Linked DNA regions of Pan troglodytes: region 1 is linked to region 2. A link is a contact called in public HiChIP or PLAC-seq data. All regions are on one chromosome and are shown on one strand. Each heading gives the region's core, a stretch centred on a gene start, on an enhancer-like site or on the middle of the called end of the contact. The rest is flanking DNA. Distances are from core to core; before and after follow the strand shown. Region 1 holds the start of TMEM216 (transmembrane protein 216). Region 2 holds the start of CCDC86 (coiled-coil domain containing 86).

What was found. HiChIP or PLAC-seq counts read pairs in DNA pulled down with a chosen protein or histone mark.
Region 1: a contact with region 2 is called in an H3K4me3 HiChIP or PLAC-seq map of stem cell-derived excitatory neurons, with 2.0 times the contacts expected there. The contact joins the promoter of TMEM216 here to the promoter of CCDC86 in region 2. A contact is called at or near these places in 1 of 7 Hi-C or Micro-C datasets (stem cell-derived neural progenitor cells) and 1 of 1 datasets of contacts at active chromatin or transcription factors (stem cell-derived excitatory neurons).

Annotation. Positions count from the first base shown.
Region 1 is chr9:63,639,717-63,643,148 of NHGRI_mPanTro3-v2.0_pri, forward strand. It overlaps TMEM216 (transmembrane protein 216), which reads left to right and starts at 2,085. Exons shown (of 5, transcript NM_001242568.1): 1 at 2,085-2,406; 2 at 2,972-3,073. The coding sequence starts at 2,373.
Region 2 is chr9:63,092,036-63,095,303 of NHGRI_mPanTro3-v2.0_pri, forward strand. It overlaps CCDC86 (coiled-coil domain containing 86), which reads left to right and starts at 1,904. Exons shown (of 4, transcript NM_001246553.1): 1 at 1,904-2,695. The coding sequence starts at 1,938.

The DNA.
Region 1 (3,432 bases), core at 835-3,334, 550 kb after region 2:
GCTTTTGGCATCTATGAAGTTGTGGCATACTCTGACATAGATTAGCCAACTTTTTCTTAAAGGGTCAGATGGTATTTAAGGCTGTGGGCCATGTGGTCTCTGTTGCAACTACTTAACATTGCCATAATAGCATGAAAGCTGCAATATATAATAACATGTAAGTAAGTGACCATGATGACGTTCTCCAAAGAACTTTTATTTACAAAAACAAGCAGCTGGCCCACTTTCTTTCTTTTTCTTTTGAGACATAGTTTCATTCTTGTTGCCCAGGCTGGAGTGCAATGGCTTGGTCTCAGCTCACTGCAACCTCCGCCTCCCAGGTTCAAGCGATTCTTATGCCTCAGCCCCCCAAGTAGCTGGGATTAGAGGCATGTGCCATCATGCCCGGCTAATTTTGTATTTTTAGTAGAGATGGGGTTTCACCATGTTGGTCAGGCTGGTCTTGAATTCCTGACCTCAAGTGATCCACCCGCCTCAGCCTCCCAAAGTGCTGGGATTACAGGTGTGAGCCACCGCGCCCGGTGCAGCTGGCCCACTTTCTTTCCATATCAGGCTCACAAGAGCAGGAACTTGTCTAATGTCTCTTGTCTTGCAGGCAGCGAAGATGGGGAAGCAGGATCTGGATCCCTTTCCACCTTAACCTCTGTGCTCTGCGCTTTCCTACTTACCCTAAAGGGCTTCCTTGCCCTCCAGCTTGCAGTTAAGTTGTGTCAGCGGGAGACATAAGCAGAGATCAGAGACGGGAGAAGGGAAATGGAGGTCCCTGCTATATTTATCCACTAGCCTCCTAGAGTGTGAGGGTTCCTAGTGGGAGGCCTTCTATGCACATATTACTCTCCAGCTTCAGGGAATTGTTTCAGGCCCTTCCCTTTTAAGCCTAGAAGTAACAATTACCGCCCCACCCCATTCCAATTAGCCAGGGGTACAGCACTTTGCTTAAAGCTTAGTCACTCTTGGCCGGGGGCATTAATCACACCTGTAATCCCAGCACTTTGGGAGGCGGAGGGGGGCGGGTAACCTGAGGTCAGGAGTTCCAGACCAGCCTGGCCAACATGGTGAAACCCCGTCTCTACTAAAAATGCAAAAAAATTTAGCCGGGTGTGGTGGGGGGCACCTGTAATCCCAGCTACTTGGGAGGCTGAGACTGGAGAATCGCTTGAACCCAGGAGGCAGAGGTTGCAGTGACCAGAGATAGCGCCATTGCACTCCAGCCTGGGTTACAAGAGCAAAACTCCGTCTCAAAAATAAAATGAAATAAATAAAATAAAGCTTAGTCACCTTCCTCAGGCTACCTGGTTGGAGCGTGCCATCTGTTTCCTGCTTTACCCTGATTGACAACGGGCTAACAGCGAAGTCAAGTCAACCTGGGTCCTCTCAAAACCCTTCTTTTTGCACTCCCCTGCCTGCAGCAACACAGTTTTCTGTTTTTTGTTTTTGACACAGAGTCTCACTGTCGCCCAGGCTGGAGTGCGGTGGCGCGATCTCAGCTCACTGCAACCTCCGCCTCCCGCGTTCGAGCGATTCTCCTACCTCAGCCTCCCAAGTAGCTGTAACTACCGGCGCGCGCCAGTACGCCCGACTAATTTTTGTATTTTTAGTAGAGACGGGGTTTCGCCATGTTGGCCAGGCTGATTTCGAACTCCTGACCTCAGGTGATCCATCACCTCGGCCTCCCAAAGTGCTGGGATTACAGGCGTGAGCCACTAAGCCCGGCCAGCAACACGCTTTTACCGCTGCAAATCCGAATCAGGCAGGCTTTGAAGCCCAGCTCACAGGCCGTCTCTTGGAAACTAACTTAGATCTCCACCTGGGAGCACTTTGTCCTCTCAGCTCCCACTGCACCACTTTATGGATCGCGTGGTGACTCGTTTCATTTTATTTATGTGTGTTCCTGGAAAGGACGCTCTATTTCCCTCGTGTCTCTACCTGGTAGGTAAATCGGCCGCAGAAAAGACCAATGCTAACTCCACCCTGCATTTGCAGAGATCCGTCGCTCACACCTTTTCTTGTCTTCCGTTGAAAAAAGAGAATCGTGGGAGTAGGACCTATTTGCCAATCTCCTGGTAACACTATCACAACTGGCCACTTCCGCCCAACGCCCGGTAGTCTGAGAGCCTCCAAGGTCCTCCCCCGCACCCCTGAGGTCCTGCAGACGACGGCGTCGTGGGTGGTCACCGTTATCCCTTAGGTCTGGAGAGGGGACATCCGAGCGAGGGCCATTTGCGGCCAGGCCCGAGCTCGTCCAGCTCCGAGCTCGTCCAGCTCCGGGTGACCACAGAGTGCCGCGGGCGGGCAGAGGGGCCGGAAACCCAGGCCGCTTCGTCCCTGTTTCCGGCAGCGCCGCGCTGCTCCGGGAGCCGCTGTGGCAGCGTATGCTGCCACGGGGACTGAAGATGGCGCCGCGAGGTGAGATTCCGGAGGTGTGTGAGTCGCTGGTCCCTTTCCCTTCGGTCGCTCCCTCCCACCTCTGTCCCAGAGCTTGACCTAAACCCTCCATTCTCTAGCGTTAGGGACGTCGCGCCTCCCTGGTCCAAAGCCGGCTTCCGCGGTCCCGCCCACCCTGGGTGCCTGAAGGTCTCAAGGTGCGCGGCTCAAATAAACGCAGATCCTTGGCTGGGCCACTTCTAGGCTGGCTCAGGTGCGAATCTGTTGGTCTCCGCGCCCCAACTTCCCCTCCCAAATAGTGACAGAGTGAGATCTTTGAGATGTCTGTCAGCTGCGAGTTACCTCTTGACTTTTATTCCTGAAGCCGAAGAGTCGAGTTTCACGGTGATTCCTAGGAAACGAGGGAAGCCCCCTCCACTCCCACCCCCGTACCCTCGCCCCCTCATTATCAGCAACCAGAAGTGCCCCTGAGTGGCCGGTCCCATTAGTTGCAGCGTCTAGTTTCCCCAAAGTTAGACACCAACCCATACGAGCAGAGAGGGAGCTGCCTTCCGGCCCATCCCACTTCTCTGTGCTCCTTTTTCAGGTAAACGGTTGTCCTCCACCCCGCTGGAAATCCTGTTCTTTCTGAACGGGTGGTATAATGCTACCTATTTCCTGCTGGAACTTTTCATATTTCTGTATAAAGGTAAGGAAGGCTTGGGGCTTGACGACAGCATCCCTTCCCCACTTCAGCTCAGAGCCAATTCCTACCAAGAACCTTCTTATTTTCCGTTCTTTTCTGCCCCCTGCAGTTCTTTGTCGCTGCAAGGCAGGCCTCCTCATCAGATGGCTTCTTTGAGTATGATTCCATAGGCAGCCCCTCAGCAAGAATTTCTTGAGTTTGAGAAATGTGGGCTTCTCCATTCTGACTCTGCCCACATCACTGCTCTTTGCTGAGCTCCACTGTAAGCCCACTGGTGACCCTTAGAAACTATTCAGTGGCCTGTGTACCCATGTACATCCAATCATTTTGGAGAGTGGAGTCCCCAGAGACTTTTGGAGTTA
Region 2 (3,268 bases), core at 654-3,153:
CTCCAGCCTGGACAACAGAGCAAGACCCTGTCTCAAAAATAATAATAATTTTTAAAAGAAAGCAAAGGAGTGTAAGGGGACAGGGTCCCAACAGCAATCGCCACACCAGGCTCTTCTGAAAATTTCAGGAGTCTCCTGTGGGCCTCTGCACACCATGTATAATGACAATGACAAACTGAGCTCAGGTGGGAGTAGGGGGTTCTGGGCCAGAGCCCACCTGATGCTGAGGTTGACAAAGTGCCTCCAAATGTCTGGGGGCCACCCAAAGACCTCCTCTAAAACACATCTCCCTCTCTCTGGTGAAAACCTGAGATCACCCTCTGAAGTATTTCAGGCTAGACTAGGATATGATCCAATCGGCACTGGAGAGTGATCCCTCCAGCTGGGGACAAGAGCTTAGGAGGCAGGGCAAGCCAAGGGGGACTGGAGCAGGGCAGAGGGGCATACAGTCTCCTCCAGCACTCTGGCAACACCTGCCGGGCTTGGTTCTGAGTGTCAGATCATTGGGGTCTCCAGGCAGGGGCAGGGCATTTAAGGAACTGAATGGAACTCACTCCTCTGACAGTTGGGGGGTGGAAGAGCTGGGCAAGGAGGTGTCCCGGCTGCTTCTGCTGTGGACAGCTGCATGGCAGGGGAGGAGCAGTGAGGCAGGCAAAGCCCCCCTGCAGGGGTCTCCTTGACTCAGGAACATGAGGAAGATGAGGATACTCTGACCCCCGATATTCTTGGACAATTTCCCAGGCCCTCTCACAAGCCCGCAGCTGGAGAAACAATGGTTTCTAAAAGAAACCACTGGAATGTCAGACAGGGGCCCTGGGACCTTTAATGGCCAACCCCAGGCAGTTCCAAGAATTACACAACTGGGCCACTTCCAAGATGTTCTTCCTAAGAAGCATGCTGTAAGTAAATCAAAGCCCCACTCCTAGGTCTCACACGAAAGTCTCCACAGTACCACATTCCCCAACCCCACATCCCGAGAGTCTTCTCTAGGCCTTGGGAGGTCCAGAAGTCAACACCCGCTCACTGGTGAGGTCCCAAAGTGCTTAGTAAGCAAAGTACATTTACAGGTGAATAGCAAGGGAAGGGAGGGGAGGCGAAGCAGGTTCACACACGAGCAAAAACCACTGTCTGGGCTGAAAGGAAGATCGGAGATGATCCAACCCGTCTCTAGAACTGGGGCAAAAGAAGAGGGACGTGGGAGGATATGCAGCTGGTCGAGGGCCCAGGTGAGCCACAGGACAAAGGTGGCGCATCTTATTGGTACCTCAACTTCACTCACAAACGTTGAAAACGCTGAAAAGGGAGGGAGAGCCATGGATTATATACGGAAGCACAGGACGGGAGAATCAAGAGTGTGAACAATTAACACAGAAAAGACCGATCTTCCACCTCCAGGACCCCCAGGTAGCAGTCCCTCAGGTAGGTGGGAGGAGGACTCTGACAGGATCATTTGGGATGCACGAAGCTAGTGCAAAATGACCCCTATTACAAATGAGAAAACAGGCCCAAGGAGGGCAGGACTCTCCCCAACTGCACCGGAGTTGGCTGCCAAACATCCATCGGGCCTTGCCTATGGGCTCCTCGGACCTTTTTTCGACTCTGTTCTCTCCCTGAAATGGGTCCTCCCACTTTCCCTTTTCTACTTGCGCACTCTTCTTTCCCCAGGAAACTTTGCAAGAAAGGCAAAAGCGAATCCCAGGAAAAAGACTAGCACATCAGTCACATGTTAACTGCGCCCGCGCGAATTGCGCATGCGCATGCTGAGCCCCACTCGTCCCAACCCCGGTCCCGCCTCTCCACACCTCACCAACATGGCCGCCTCAGCAACAGCCCCATCCTGTGCGTCACGGACGCGGCGACTCCTGACGTCATAGGAAGGCGCCGGTTTCGGCGGGGGCTGCACGTGCGCAGGGGTGTGGAAACTTACCGGCTGAGCCATGGATACACCGTTAAGGCGCAGCCGACGGCTGGGAGGCCTAAGGCCCGAATCCCCCGAGAGCCTCACCTCAGTTTCGCGGACGAGACGGGCCCTTGTGGAGTTCGAGTCGAACCCAGAAGAAACGAGGGAGCCCGGGTCTCCTCCGAGTGTGCAGCGGGCTGGCCTGGGGTCCCCCGAAAGGCCGCCGAAGACAAGCCCAGGATCACCCCGTCTGCAGCAGGATGCAGGCTTGGAGTCCCCCCAAGGGCAGCCAGAGCCAGGCGCAGCGTCCCCCCAGCGTCAGCAAGACCTACACCTGGAGTCGCCTCAAAGACAGCCGGAGTACAGTCCTGAATCCCCACGATGTCAGCCGAAGCCAAGTGAGGAGGCACCAAAGTGTTCTCAGGACCAGGGAGTACTGGCCTCGGAGTTGGCCCAGAGTAAGGAGGAGCTGACCCCGGGGGCCCCCCAGCATCAGCTACCGCCGGTCCCGGGATCACCAGAGCCTTACCCCGGTCAGCAAGCTCCCGGTCCGGAGCCCTCTCAGCCACTACTGGAGCTGACACCCAGGGCACCTGGCTCCCCCCGGGGTCAGCATGAGCCGAGCAAACCACCTCCAGCTGGGGAGACGGTGACAGGCGGCTTCGGGGCAAAGAAGCGAAAAGGTTCTTCATCCCAGGCCCTAGCGTCCAAGACGTTGAATAAAGAGGAGCTTCCTGTAATCCCAAAGGGGAAGCCCAAATCGGGACGAGTGTGGAAGGACCGCTCCAAGAAAAGGTGAAGTGGGGGACAGCATGGACAGGGGTGGCGTTCTCTATGGTGTTGGGACCCCGCCTTTGCCCTGCTGCAGCCTGGAGAATAGCCCCAGGGTTAGAGAGAGCTCACGTTAGTGGGGATGTTAGCAAACAGGTAATTACAATCAGAATGTGGTAAAATGCCCTGGGATCCCGGAGAGGGTGGGGCCAGGCCCTCAAAGATCAATTTCTCTGATGCCTTTCCTCCTCAGGGTCCCTATGGGCCTCTCCTGTAGCACCTCAGGTCTGTATTCGTTCAACAGACATTTACCGTTGTCTGCCCTCTCTAGTAAGGGAGGCAGAAGCAAGTAAACCAGCCATTACTTGATCAAAGCAGTGAGGTCTTCATCCAATATAGTCTATTACAGTTATTTGCCTTTAAAATAAAAAGTATTACTGAGCACTGATTATATAAGGATTTACCAGTCAACAGCCTTAATAAGGATTTACCAGTCAACAGCCTTTCAAACATGGAACAGCATGTGTCATCACGCTTAATCTGCACGTCAGCCCTGTGAAGCAGGTGGTGTTATTATTCCTGTTTTTTGTGTGAGGA